Regions from separate parts of the Rattus norvegicus genome. Here region 2 is linked to region 1. Evidence: chromatin contacts called from public Hi-C data. All regions are on one chromosome and are shown on one strand. Each heading gives the region's core, a stretch centred on a gene start, on an enhancer-like site or on the middle of the called end of the contact. The rest is flanking DNA. Distances are from core to core; before and after follow the strand shown.

What was found. Hi-C and Micro-C count contacts between places; a contact is called where the count stands out from the background.
Region 2: a contact with region 1 is called in a Hi-C map of frontal cortex, with 1.7 times the contacts expected there. The contact joins two enhancer-like sites. A contact is called at or near these places in 2 of 12 Hi-C or Micro-C datasets (frontal cortex and psoas muscle).

What each region holds. Positions count from the first base shown.
Region 1 is chr5:26,773,027-26,775,726 of GRCr8, reverse strand. Chd7 (chromodomain helicase DNA binding protein 7) reads right to left here. Exons shown (of 38, transcript NM_001107906.3): 24 at 1,098-1,187; 25 at 582-685. Among named protein-coding and RNA genes, the nearest start is that of Chd7, 160 kb to the right of the region's middle. Within about 2 kb of position 1,341, at least 20 of the 93 cell types and tissues checked have an H3K27ac peak or open chromatin away from gene starts, as enhancers often do.
Region 2 is chr5:27,028,294-27,031,092 of GRCr8, reverse strand. The region is part of intron 1 of LOC108350931 (a long non-coding RNA gene); the gene reads right to left. Among named protein-coding and RNA genes, the nearest start is that of Lnc056, 69 kb to the right of the region's middle. Within about 2 kb of position 1,367, at least 2 of the 93 cell types and tissues checked have an H3K27ac peak or open chromatin away from gene starts, as enhancers often do.

The DNA of each region.
Region 1 (2,700 bases), core at 92-2,591:
TCAGGCTGGGCTGCTAGGAATACCTCCGCGACCTCCAGAGAATTGGGATTATAATCAGGAAACGCTCACTGTATATATCATGGCACTTCTGCATCCCCAGCCTTTCAAAGTTAACAAGGCTGCGTCCCACTTGGGGGAGCGGTGAGTCCCCGGCACTGACATTTGTGAAATATTGCTTGGAACAAAGCCCAGGAGGCACTTGTACAGATTAATAGCAGAGGTTAAGCCCACCGTCCACTCTGACACAGGCTGGCAGAGTTTAGTGAGGGCGGCCGTTCTGGAAGTGAAGTTTCGGGAATGCCGTGGTACGGCTTGGCTATTACTAAAAACAAATATGGCTTGACTTCTGTTTATAGCCAAGAAAGAAATGTTTTCTTCTCAAACACTCAACAAACATTCAAAAACAGCATCTGATATTTACAGTTCGTATTAGATTTCTAGTGCAGAAAAATGGTCGGCGCCAAGAGTCCTTTGGAACGGTCCTCATTAATATTATGACTTTGGAAAAGGAGTATGCAAAGAGTTCTAAATAAAGATGAAGCCACCCAGTCAAAATGTGTTCAGACAGAAGCACTCCTTACCATGTTTAAACACTCCAATTAAGAGGGATTTATCTGCTTCCTTATCCCACCAGTCTGCAGGAACTTCCGCATGAAATGGCTCAGGAATCCACACGTCGGCCTCACTGGAAAGAGAGCATTTAAGCACTCTTTAAATACGGGTACTTAAAATGAATCCTAGCCCTAGGTGGTAAACACACGCTCCAGTCTCCTCTTCTTCACAATAAGAATCTTGTATGGTGGAGAGGAATCAACAACGTGGGGCAGTGGTCAGAACTGAGCCTCATCACAAGGTATCCCAGCTCAGGTCAGAAGCCATTGCTTCTCACACTCTTATAACCAAGCACATGCAAATGGCCCTGTCCATCGTCTCAGCCCATCCCCACACCCAGAGGACGAACCCTTGCTCGCATTAAAGACAGAACCGAGGTGAACTCCTGATAAGTCTGTGAGGGTTCTAACCACAACCCGTGGAGAGTTTCCCGACCACCTGGGCCAGCCCGTGGAGGGCCGGAACAAATGTGTGCTTGCACCAACCTTGAGTCAGCGCCCTCGAGGATCTTCTCTGCCTGGTCTCCTATCACTTCTTGTCTTAGGTAGTACAGCATGCGGACACGCAGCAGGACCCTGGAGAGGAAGACAGAGGGGGGAAAAAGTTCTTAACTTCAGTGCTGTTTGCCAACAGTGGCTTTTGGCAGCTGCTGCTGTTCATCCATCATCCTGCCAAGGCTGATTAGCCATGCTGTATGGTAGGCTTGAAGCGTGACAGATGGTGCCACATAATCACCTCTGTGTGGTGCTTTCTGCTGGCTTCCAACAGGCCTGCCTGGCAACCGCTCACGCTGCACAGAGAGGGAGCGAGCTCAGCCCAGCCCAGGCCTACTTCACTTAGACCTACCTAGTGCAGCTTGTGAAGTTTAGACACGTACCCTACCACTGCCTCTGAAGTATTGAAGCAAGTTTGTAAACAACCGAGCAGATGGCTTTCAGTAACTGTTCTGCTTCATTATCTCATAAAATTTCCTCAGCTGCTGCCTTAATACCATTTTTGGAAGCACATCAGAAGTTGTAGGAATAAACGAGATATAAAATCTGGTTTTACTACCTTACAATAAACCCTCAATATGGAATGTCAGGTTTTTCAGATTATACAACTTTGCTTCCGAGAAAGGAAGAGGATGAGAGGAGTGAGCATGGGGAGGGGGAGATCCTTACCCTACTCAAGGAACATTCAACATTTCTATTACCTCTACTTATATTATCAGGGAACCTCAGTTGTGGTTTAAAGATAATAAACACTATAAGATTAAAATGTACCTAACTCATTGATACTCATTTTTAATGAATCAGCATTAAAAACTGGTGACATCATCAGGGTACCAGATTTTCCATCCTGCTTGTGTTTCCCCAATGGCTAAAATGTGACTTCCCCCACCCCTGCGAATAAAACTCACCTGGTATAGCGCACAGGTTGTCTCGATACTAGACAGCCCATATGTGCACTTGGGATTGACTGACACCTGAAGATGACCCTCTTGGTGAAGGTTGGTTTCTTCCAGTGTTATTTCCCTAGCTGAGTAAGCCTGTCATGTAACTGTATAACACCCTGTGCCAACGTTTCTCATTTATACACACTGGCTCACTTGGACTTCATAAATAACCCTGTGACGACATGGGGGGGGGGAGTTCTCATTTCCACACTACAGATGTGAACACTGTTGGTAACACAGGACGAGTTAAACAGTCAAGGTCACAGGGACACCTTGAGCACAAGCACACAGATCCAGGCCTCCCAAGATGTGGTGGCTTGCCTCTGAGACATCAAAATCACGAGCAGGGGCAGTCTTACTAAACAGACTAGTCCTGACCGGGCATCAGCAGACCCACTGTCTACCCCAAGAGTCCACTCATGGACAACATGATTGGTGGGCTGCAAGGTTGCAAATATTAAAATGTCTGTCAGGATAAGCAGCTGTGCTGGGGAACACCTTTTTATCTTTCCAGCTTTCTTTCTCTTTGTTAACACGTAAGCTCAAGTACTGACTCTGCCACACTGAACCAAAGAAGGGCAATCGACAGCGGAGTTAGCACTGCTTCCCTCTGGCTAGAGAATCCGCAGACCAGCGCTTTCTTACACTGC
Region 2 (2,799 bases), core at 118-2,617, 260 kb before region 1:
CTATGTGTTCTACTTCTCTGAGGCAGAAAGTCCCACTCACAGGGCCATTTCCAACTCTTCCTGTTGTTTGGCTTCCTGAAACCTTCCTTCTGCCTCTAAAACCAAAAGCTATTTTGCATAGGTACTGGTTGGGGGTTTTGTTGTTTTTTTTTTTTCTTTAATTAAAAAAAAGGCAAGAGTAAACTTAAAAAACTCCATAGCTCACCTGAAAAATAACGAGGCAGCCAGGAAACTGTGAAGGAGTCCGAAAGCAATCACTTCAGAGTCTGTCAATAAGTAGAAACAAGGCGGAGGGAGACTTCAACAAGGAGCGCTCTCCATAGCAAGCTAAGGTTTACAGTATCAGTGGTGAAGATGAGCCATGGGGCTTACATAGTCCGGCTTCCCCATTTCAGTGCCGCTCGGGGGACTCTTAAGTGTTTGCTCAGCTGCCATGACAAAGTGCTACAGCTGATAGCTTACATACGAGACATTTCCGAACTCACAACTCCGGATGCCGGAATCAAGATGCAGCTGTCCGAGGAGCCGGTTTTGTTTCCTTGTGTTGTTTTTGTTTTTGTAAGAGCAAGCTCCTTTTGGCTTGAGGACAGATCTCTGACTTCTTGCACTTCTGCATCTTTCCTGCTGCGTGCGTCTGTGTCTGAATCTTTTCCAATGAGGACAGGCGTCCATACACAATTCACCCATATGGCTTGGCCTTGGCTCAAGGATCATGTCGTCCAGTACAGCCCAGTCTGACGTCAGGACATCAGCACATAATGCTCATGAGAAACGTAACTCAGCATGTAAATTACCCAACCTCTTTAGGGTGTGTGTGTGTCTGTGTGTGTGTGCATGCACGCGTGCACACTCGCACTCAGGCACCTGCATGCACATGCGTGTGTGCACATATACGCACATACATGTGAACAAACATATATGATGCCATATATTTGTGCATCCACACATATGTGAACAAACATAACATACATATACTCATATACATCCATACTCACACACACAAACACACGCGCACGCACACACACACACACACACACACACACACACACACACAGATACATGATTGACAACAACAGCCTTGGAGCACTTATGAAGATAGATTACCTGACCAAAAACCATAATTCACATATTCCTGCGTACAACTGAGGGATACTAGACAAAGTCTTTGTCACCCTTACCAAAAGGTCACAGCTACAGGGACATACCTGTAGATCAGAGCCACTCTAGTATGGCAGGAACAGGTGGGGGCTGGGGGGAGGCAAGAGGAGGGATTAAAACCAGCACTCATCACCCTGCCTTGCCTCCCATGCACTGATGGCTTAGAATCAACACTTGTGGAGAGAGGTCACAAGAGAGTCTGACAGAAAGGGTTCATTCACAGGCCTGACTTCATGGACTCAAATCAAACTCGGGTTCAGAATGGAAGCAAGAGGAGCCCTGGGATCCAGTTCCTCCTAACAGAGTTAGTGGCACTGCAGAGGAGGAGTGGTGGCCAAACAACCGAACCCCAGGGGTCCCAGCACATTGTCTGGGACAAAGTTTTAAATTCAGACATCTCTCAGAACAGACAAAGGCAAGCCTGTCTGTCACTGCTTCTCTGGGGAAAATGCCTCGGCCATTAACCCAGTCACCCTAGCAGTTGTGACACCTGATGCTGGGCCTTGCAGTAAGCTGCAGAAACAGCATTTCTAAGGTGGTGGCCCAAGGAGCTGAAGCAGGCCAGGACGCACAGAAGCAGTGGCTCCTTGCTGGGGGAGGGGCGAGGGGGCAATGAGCCGGGAGCAGCCAAGCATGTGTGTTCCAGAAAGAAAAGCAAACACAGACCCACCTGGCATTTCCCTGTGTCCCTTTCACCGAGCCTTCTCACTGGTACTTGCTTTTAATTTATGACACAAGGCACTAAAGGGACCATCTATAGATTTAACATTGACATTTCCTTCATGCTGTAATCCTCCGAATCCCATTTGCTGTAAATCTCAACCAAATGGCAGAAAAATGACTCCTCCCGCTCCCCACCCTCGAGGACGTTATAATGAACTATCCCTTTTCAGAATTTGAGGAGGACTGAAGGAGACCCACAGGCTTTGGACGCCCACATTCGCCTCCTGTAGCCTGTCTTTGGGAAGGAGGCAATCACTGAAGAGTCTGGTCCACGAGCCATCACTCTGTGAACCCCCTAGGAAAGCTTTGTGCTCTAACCACAAGATTTTCCCACCAAAATAACTCTGGCTATCACACAGGCCAGGAGATAGACTGTTATGTGGTCCAGACGCCCACTTCAGTAGAGCGGGTCTTTTTCTGACTGTTTTACTTTAATCGACCTATGCATAGTTGTTATGCATTTGGTGAGGTACACACAGAGGAGAAACATGCTACCCAGCGTGTCCTTAGAAGGATGTCGAGATTTTTTTTTTGATGAGCAAAAGAGTTGGATTGTACTAAACCAAGTGTGCCCATGTCCCTTCCACGTGCTCCAGTGAGACGCGTAGGTGTTTCTCCTTCCATACTCACTCAGACTTCTTGTCAGGCACTTACTTCTCCATCCATTGCTGTAACCCCTACTGGCTCTGCTTCCGCCGGGTCTCACTGGTTTTCCCGCCCCATGATGCTACTTCCAACACCAGCACTACCACTTGGGCAGCAGAATAATATTCTCCCAAAGATGCCAAAGCCTGGATCCCTGAAAACTGAATTAGTTATATGTAGAAATGAGGCTTTTGATCAGCGGGCTTTGACATGGGGGGGTCTATTCCAGATTTTACAGATAATCACAGAGGACCTCAGATGTGGGAGAGAAGA